Regions from separate parts of the Rattus norvegicus genome. Here region 1 is linked to region 2. Evidence: chromatin contacts called from public Hi-C data. All regions are on one chromosome and are shown on one strand. The core of a region is the stretch at or near the end of the contact, and the rest is flanking DNA. Distances in the headings are between cores, read along the strand shown.

What was found. A called contact is a pair of places that touch in the nucleus more often than the background predicts.
Region 1: a contact with region 2 is called in a Hi-C map of liver, with 2.1 times the contacts expected there. The contact joins two enhancer-like sites. A contact is called at or near these places in 2 of 12 Hi-C or Micro-C datasets (kidney and liver).

The regions. Positions count from the first base shown.
Region 1 is chr4:142,897,555-142,900,380 of GRCr8, reverse strand. It overlaps Itpr1 (inositol 1,4,5-trisphosphate receptor, type 1), which reads right to left. Exons shown (of 62, transcript NM_001007235.2): 17 at 418-576. Among named protein-coding and RNA genes, the nearest start is that of Itpr1, 160 kb to the right of the region's middle. Within about 2 kb of position 1,295, at least 3 of the 93 cell types and tissues checked have an H3K27ac peak or open chromatin away from gene starts, as enhancers often do. A contact at or near this core is called in liver, where this site is marked.
Region 2 is chr4:142,628,817-142,631,516 of GRCr8, reverse strand. No RefSeq gene overlaps it. Among named protein-coding and RNA genes, the nearest start is that of Setmar, 28 kb to the right of the region's middle. Within about 2 kb of position 1,411, at least 3 of the 93 cell types and tissues checked have an H3K27ac peak or open chromatin away from gene starts, as enhancers often do. A contact at or near this core is called in liver, where this site is marked.

The DNA.
Region 1 (2,826 bases), core at 46-2,545, 270 kb before region 2:
ACGCCTTACGCCCTCCCCTGATGTCCACAGGCATGGGCGTGCACACGCACACATACATGCACATACACTACAGACATGTGTGCCAAACACACACAACCCCACATACACTGCAAATGTAACATCAACCTTAAAAATAGGAATTTCATTGAAATATATTTACAAGAGGGATTTCTCGGTGCCTTTTACATTTCTTATTTTTTTTTTTAAATTGACATCCTTTTCCAGTATCTTCCTCAGGGATTCTGCAATACATGTTCTTCCCAGGCTTGCCAACCAACTCTTTCCTTTTTACGGGCAAATTTAACAGTGTACTATTCTCTATCCATTAAATTCACTGGTACATTAACAGGTAAAACTCATGAGTAAGTAACATTAACGAGTAAAACTCGATCGCTTCCTGTCCATTTTAATCCCCACCTGGTTCTTCCTGTAGTCTTGCTGTGAGTGTCTCAGGACCCTGTAGCAGAGTCGGCAAATGTGTCTGAAAGGAGCGTGCCGCTGGTCCCCCAGCTCCTCCAGCCGAAGCATTGGGCCATCCCCGCAGTCCGTGAAGGGGGCCTGCAAAAGCTTGAAGATCTGTTTGTAAAAAGAAAGAGCGGGCAGCCATCACTGTGTGTTTTAAACTCTAACTCTCTTTCCAGGAAGGGCCACACCTAGAGAGGTAGCAGGATTCAATGAAAAGGTTTTTCTATCCAAACGGATCAGGAAACGGACACCTGAATCTGTCAGTCAGCTGAATTGGGCACCCACTTGTTTATCGGTGCCCAGACAAATGGCAGCATTTTTTAGCAGCATGCAGGGAAGGATTTAGGTTGAAATTATGACTTCTAGCAGGGACAAAAATCAGATTAGCATTGATCCGGGCACTGAAACTGAAGTTGTGAGGACTTGTTAAGGTGTCAAACATGTCCACAGTTCACCTTTTGAACTCAGCTGTCTTTGCAAGCACACACAGGTGTAGGCTGACCTCAAACACCGAGCTGACCTGTAACCCTCGGGAGGAGATTCGGTTGGTTTTGTAACAGTTTGAGAACTATCTGCTGAGTTTCATGAGACTATTCAACCCTTTTCCTATAAGGCAATGTGACCTTGGCCACACCGACCACAAGTCTTCACGAACAGGATGTAATCAGCCAGCCTGCTTGTGGATTAAGCTATAAAAACAGCTATCATCTTGGAAAAGTTGACAGTGCTCTCAGAGGGCTGCTGGATTTGATGCCTCCTGGACTACAATCCTAGTAAGACCAAAATGAATGTGATTGTTTGCTATCAAGCAGATGAACTGGATCTCAGGAACACTGGGTAACAGTGCGGACCGTGTCCAAAGTAAACATGTCCTCTCAATGGGAGAAGACAAAACACACTATCTAACATCCGTAAGTTCTCTGAGGATTAAACAGATAGCAGTTGCAAACGGAAGTACAGCTCCATATTAGAGTGACCAACACCGCTTGAACCCCTCAAGGGATGGCTATTGTGGGGATGAACAAGGACAATAAGCAAGAATTCTAATCTGGCTTTCAACACATGAAACATCTGGGTGTAATTCATTCTTGGACTTCAAACCTTGTTGAAATATGAATTTCGTCTATCACAGCCCCAACAGGAAGAAGGATTTCCACATGCCAAATTCTCATGGGAACTCGTCTCTCTTGTCATTTTGGTCACCAGGAAGTTCCAAGGAATAACTAAGCAAGCCTCCCACAGCTTTACACAGAAGTACATGGTGCATGCTCAGAGTGCGTCCTCCACCTGGATTTGTCATGCTTCTCCCTCTAAGTTGTCCACTTACTGAAGTTAACACTGTCCATACTCAGAATCTTAAAGGTCTCTAAAAGCTCATGGTAAAAGTCTGGTTTCTGAGACGGCAGTGTTGAGATGTGAGTCCTAGCCACCACAGACTCATAGCCGAATGGGTTACGTAGTAGAGGCATGGCCACAGGAGCAAGCGCTTCTCTGCTTCCTCCATGCAGGGATTAGCAGACCACAGGTTCCCCACCATCATGTACCAAAGGCTGAGAGTGGCCCCAGACTGAAACTGTTGTAGCCGGGAGTCGCAAAAGACCTTTTCTCTATAAGACTATTTTTTTTCCAGTTGTGTTGTCACAGTGACAGAAAACTGACTTCTATAAGCCAAATGTGTTCTAGATGCTTCCTATAAACTCCATAATTATGACAATATTTAGAAGTGATCACGGAGCTGTCCATAAGAGCTAATACAGGCCTTCTGAGTTTGCCAAACTACAAATTCCCTAAACATCTGAAGCAACCATAGGGACACAGGGCACATTATATTATTTTTGAAGAACATAAAGGTGTCACCTGAACACTCCTAGGGTACCTAGCAGTACCTTGACTCATGTTCAGCAAGCGTGGTACCTGTCAACTGGACTGAGGCATTGAGCTGTGAGAAGACATGGAGAGCCTTGCAGATCTGAAAAGGCTGCAAGCTACATAATGCCACCAATACGGCAGTCCGAACAAGGCAGAACACTGAAAAGAGGAGTAGTTGTAAGGCATGGTGAAGAACGATGGATGAGTGAGTGGGTGAAGCAAAGAATCTGGGGGCAGAGATTTTTGGATTTTTAGGCAATGATATTGTGATGGTGCATGCAGGCCATTATATACCTGTCAAAACCAAATCACATACACCTCCATAAAATAGGGACCTTGAGTAATAGTGACGTATTGATCTATGGTCACTCCTGCAACAAATGCTCCATTCTGCTGCAGAATGTTGACCCTGGGGCAAAGGACGCAGGACACTATCCTGCCACTTACATTTGCTACACACTTAAAACTACTCTAAGAAGTCAGTACTTTAAA
Region 2 (2,700 bases), core at 162-2,661:
GAGGTCCATTCTAAAGAGGGTGAAAGATCATTCTGGAACTGCTAAATTGTACAGTGCTAGGGAAGAAGTCGATATTTGCATTTAAAATAACATTTCTTATTACGTTTTATGCTTGTGTGTGTTTATGTGCCACAACACACATGGAGGTCATGTGTGGGAATCTTCTGCTGTGTGTCCTGGTGCTCAAACTCAGGTAGTAATGGTTGGCAGCAAGCACCTGTACCTGCTGATACCTTCGCTTCCCGCCTGATGCGTGGCCTAAGATGACCTACAATTCTATATCCTCTGGCCCTGAGTCCTAAGGTTATAGGTCTGTGCCATGCTCTTGCAGAGGATCTGTGTTTGGTTCCTGGCACTGGCATGGCCGCTCACAGTCACCTGTAACTCCAGTTCCAGAGGATCTGACATCTTCTGGTACCTGTGGAGGCTAGGCATTCTTGTGATGCAGACACACAGGAAGGTAAAACTCTACACATTACAAAACCAAGTAAATCTAAAAAATGGTTAAAATGCACACAGTGAAAAATTTACTTGATGGAGTGCAGTATACATGGGAGGAAGAATGATCCTGCAGAAGTACACAAGGAGTGTGTATGAGAGAAAGGAGCTGCAGCTTCCTAGGGACCTCATTTTACCCAGAAGTCCCTTGGAAAGTTCCATAACTCCATCCCCACCCCATCACGCCTAGGGTGATTTCCCAGAATTGTGTGATTGCTAGGCACACTGACAACACATTTTCATTCCCTTCAGCCCTCATCACTAAGTTTTCCGGCTAATACCAGGTAGGGCCACAAATGTCAGGTTCCTGACTGATGGCTTCATTTTTATTGGTTGAAACTTGCTTCTTGCAATACAAAGTCCTCAGAACAGACGTTAGTTCCACAGGTTTGTCAGAATCTGGCCTTTGGTGTTCTCATGCTTAAAACACCATGGAAATTATTAACTCTGAGAGCCTGGGATGAAACCTTGGCAGCTAGCCAGAGCTCCTTTCCCCCACTGTTTAGAGCATCAGAGCCAGAGTTTAATTAATTTTTTTGATTAAGCAAAATCATTACAGATGATATTTAGGTAGGCTATGAAGTAAGAAATGCTGGATTTTGAAACTTGCCCTACTTGAGTTCAGAAAGTCCAAGGGATTAACAGCAAGGGATAGAAATGGCCACCTTCAGATTCTAACCTGTCCCCAAATGGTCATTGACCCCAAAGCCTTCATCACGAGAAGGCTGGTTCATTGGGTCTTTGGAATTTCAGAATAATTGAAGGTCAGATAGAATTGCTCTCCTGGCCTGAATCTAGACCCTGCTTGACAAACTGTGCTTTATCTGCTGAGGGGAATGGAAGCTATCAGTGTGACTTCTAGCATGTCAGTTTGGCATCTCGGCAAAGTGCTATTCGAAGCTCAGAATCAACCTAGGAGAAAAGTGAAACCAGTTAAACGGCTGCCAGAGGAAGAGAGATGAGGCCGTCCTCAGGAGCTGATAAGGTTTGCCTGCATTTTGTTCATGCCTGATGTTTGTTTTCTCAGTCTACAAGTCTGTTTCCTTTAAACACTTGCCAAATAAAATCTTATCTATCTTTAAGTGACACAGGAAAATTTGTCTTGAGTCTCTATCCTTCAGTAATTGTCTTCAGCATCATGTTGAAGGAGTTCATTGGGGGTCATGTCCCTCTGTTCCTATCTACTTCCCTGAGCCACCTTTAGGCAGGTAACATTCCTTAAGGTAAAATATATTTGGTGATAATGCCTACCTATGGGAATTATGGAGAGGGAGTGTCAAGCTCATCATGGTTTCCTAGGTCCTCAGTTCTGTTATGAATGTGTTATTAAAAGCAGAGGAGGGGCTCAGTAAGTAAGGTCACTTGCTGCCAAGCATGATGACCGAAGTTTGACTGGGGATCCATATTGTGGAAGAAGGGAACTGACTCCTGCAAAGTGTTTTCTGACTTCCACAGGTATGCTGTGGCCTATGTGTGCTCATACATGTATACTACACACACACACAAACACACACTCCCTCCACATACACACACATTAAAAAATAAAGCAGAGGAAGAGATAGATACCATCAGGTAGGACTGGTCAGCTATAGTTATATTTATAGACGAAGAGAAAAATGAACTAAGGCTACATGAAAATGCGACTCAGATCCCCATTAATTAACAACTTGTATTCCAGACCTCTGACTTTGCAAATATCCCTTCTGTACTACATGGTCTGTCTGCTCCACAAAGTGTATATACGAAAGGAAAGTTGCATCTGGTCTTTGCTGTTGTCTGTAATTCCGAAGCTCATCCTATTTAACCTACCTCACGATCAAAGTGCCTCTTGGGAGGCTGGCCTTGTAATTCACCGGCAGAGTGCTAACCTGGCATGTCCAAGGCCCTTAGTTTGCTCCTCAGCATCTCAATTAAAAGAGAAGTTACTCATGAGCATAGCAATTTAGCAAAGAGCAGAAAAGGGAAGGCAGCGCGCTGGTTGGCGAGATCTTGGTCAGCCGGTGAAACTTTCTGTGAGCTGATTTGATTTTGGTTTAGTTCAGGATCATGATTTAAACTCATCCTTTTCTCTGTGATTACAGGTCCAGGATCTCCGTTCTAACTTCATCAACTCCCACATTTAAAGATTAAGATGATTTCCAAGGGAACAATTAGGGGTTGGCAGAAAGGACTCACAGGGTACAGTTCTTTCTAGCTCAGCAT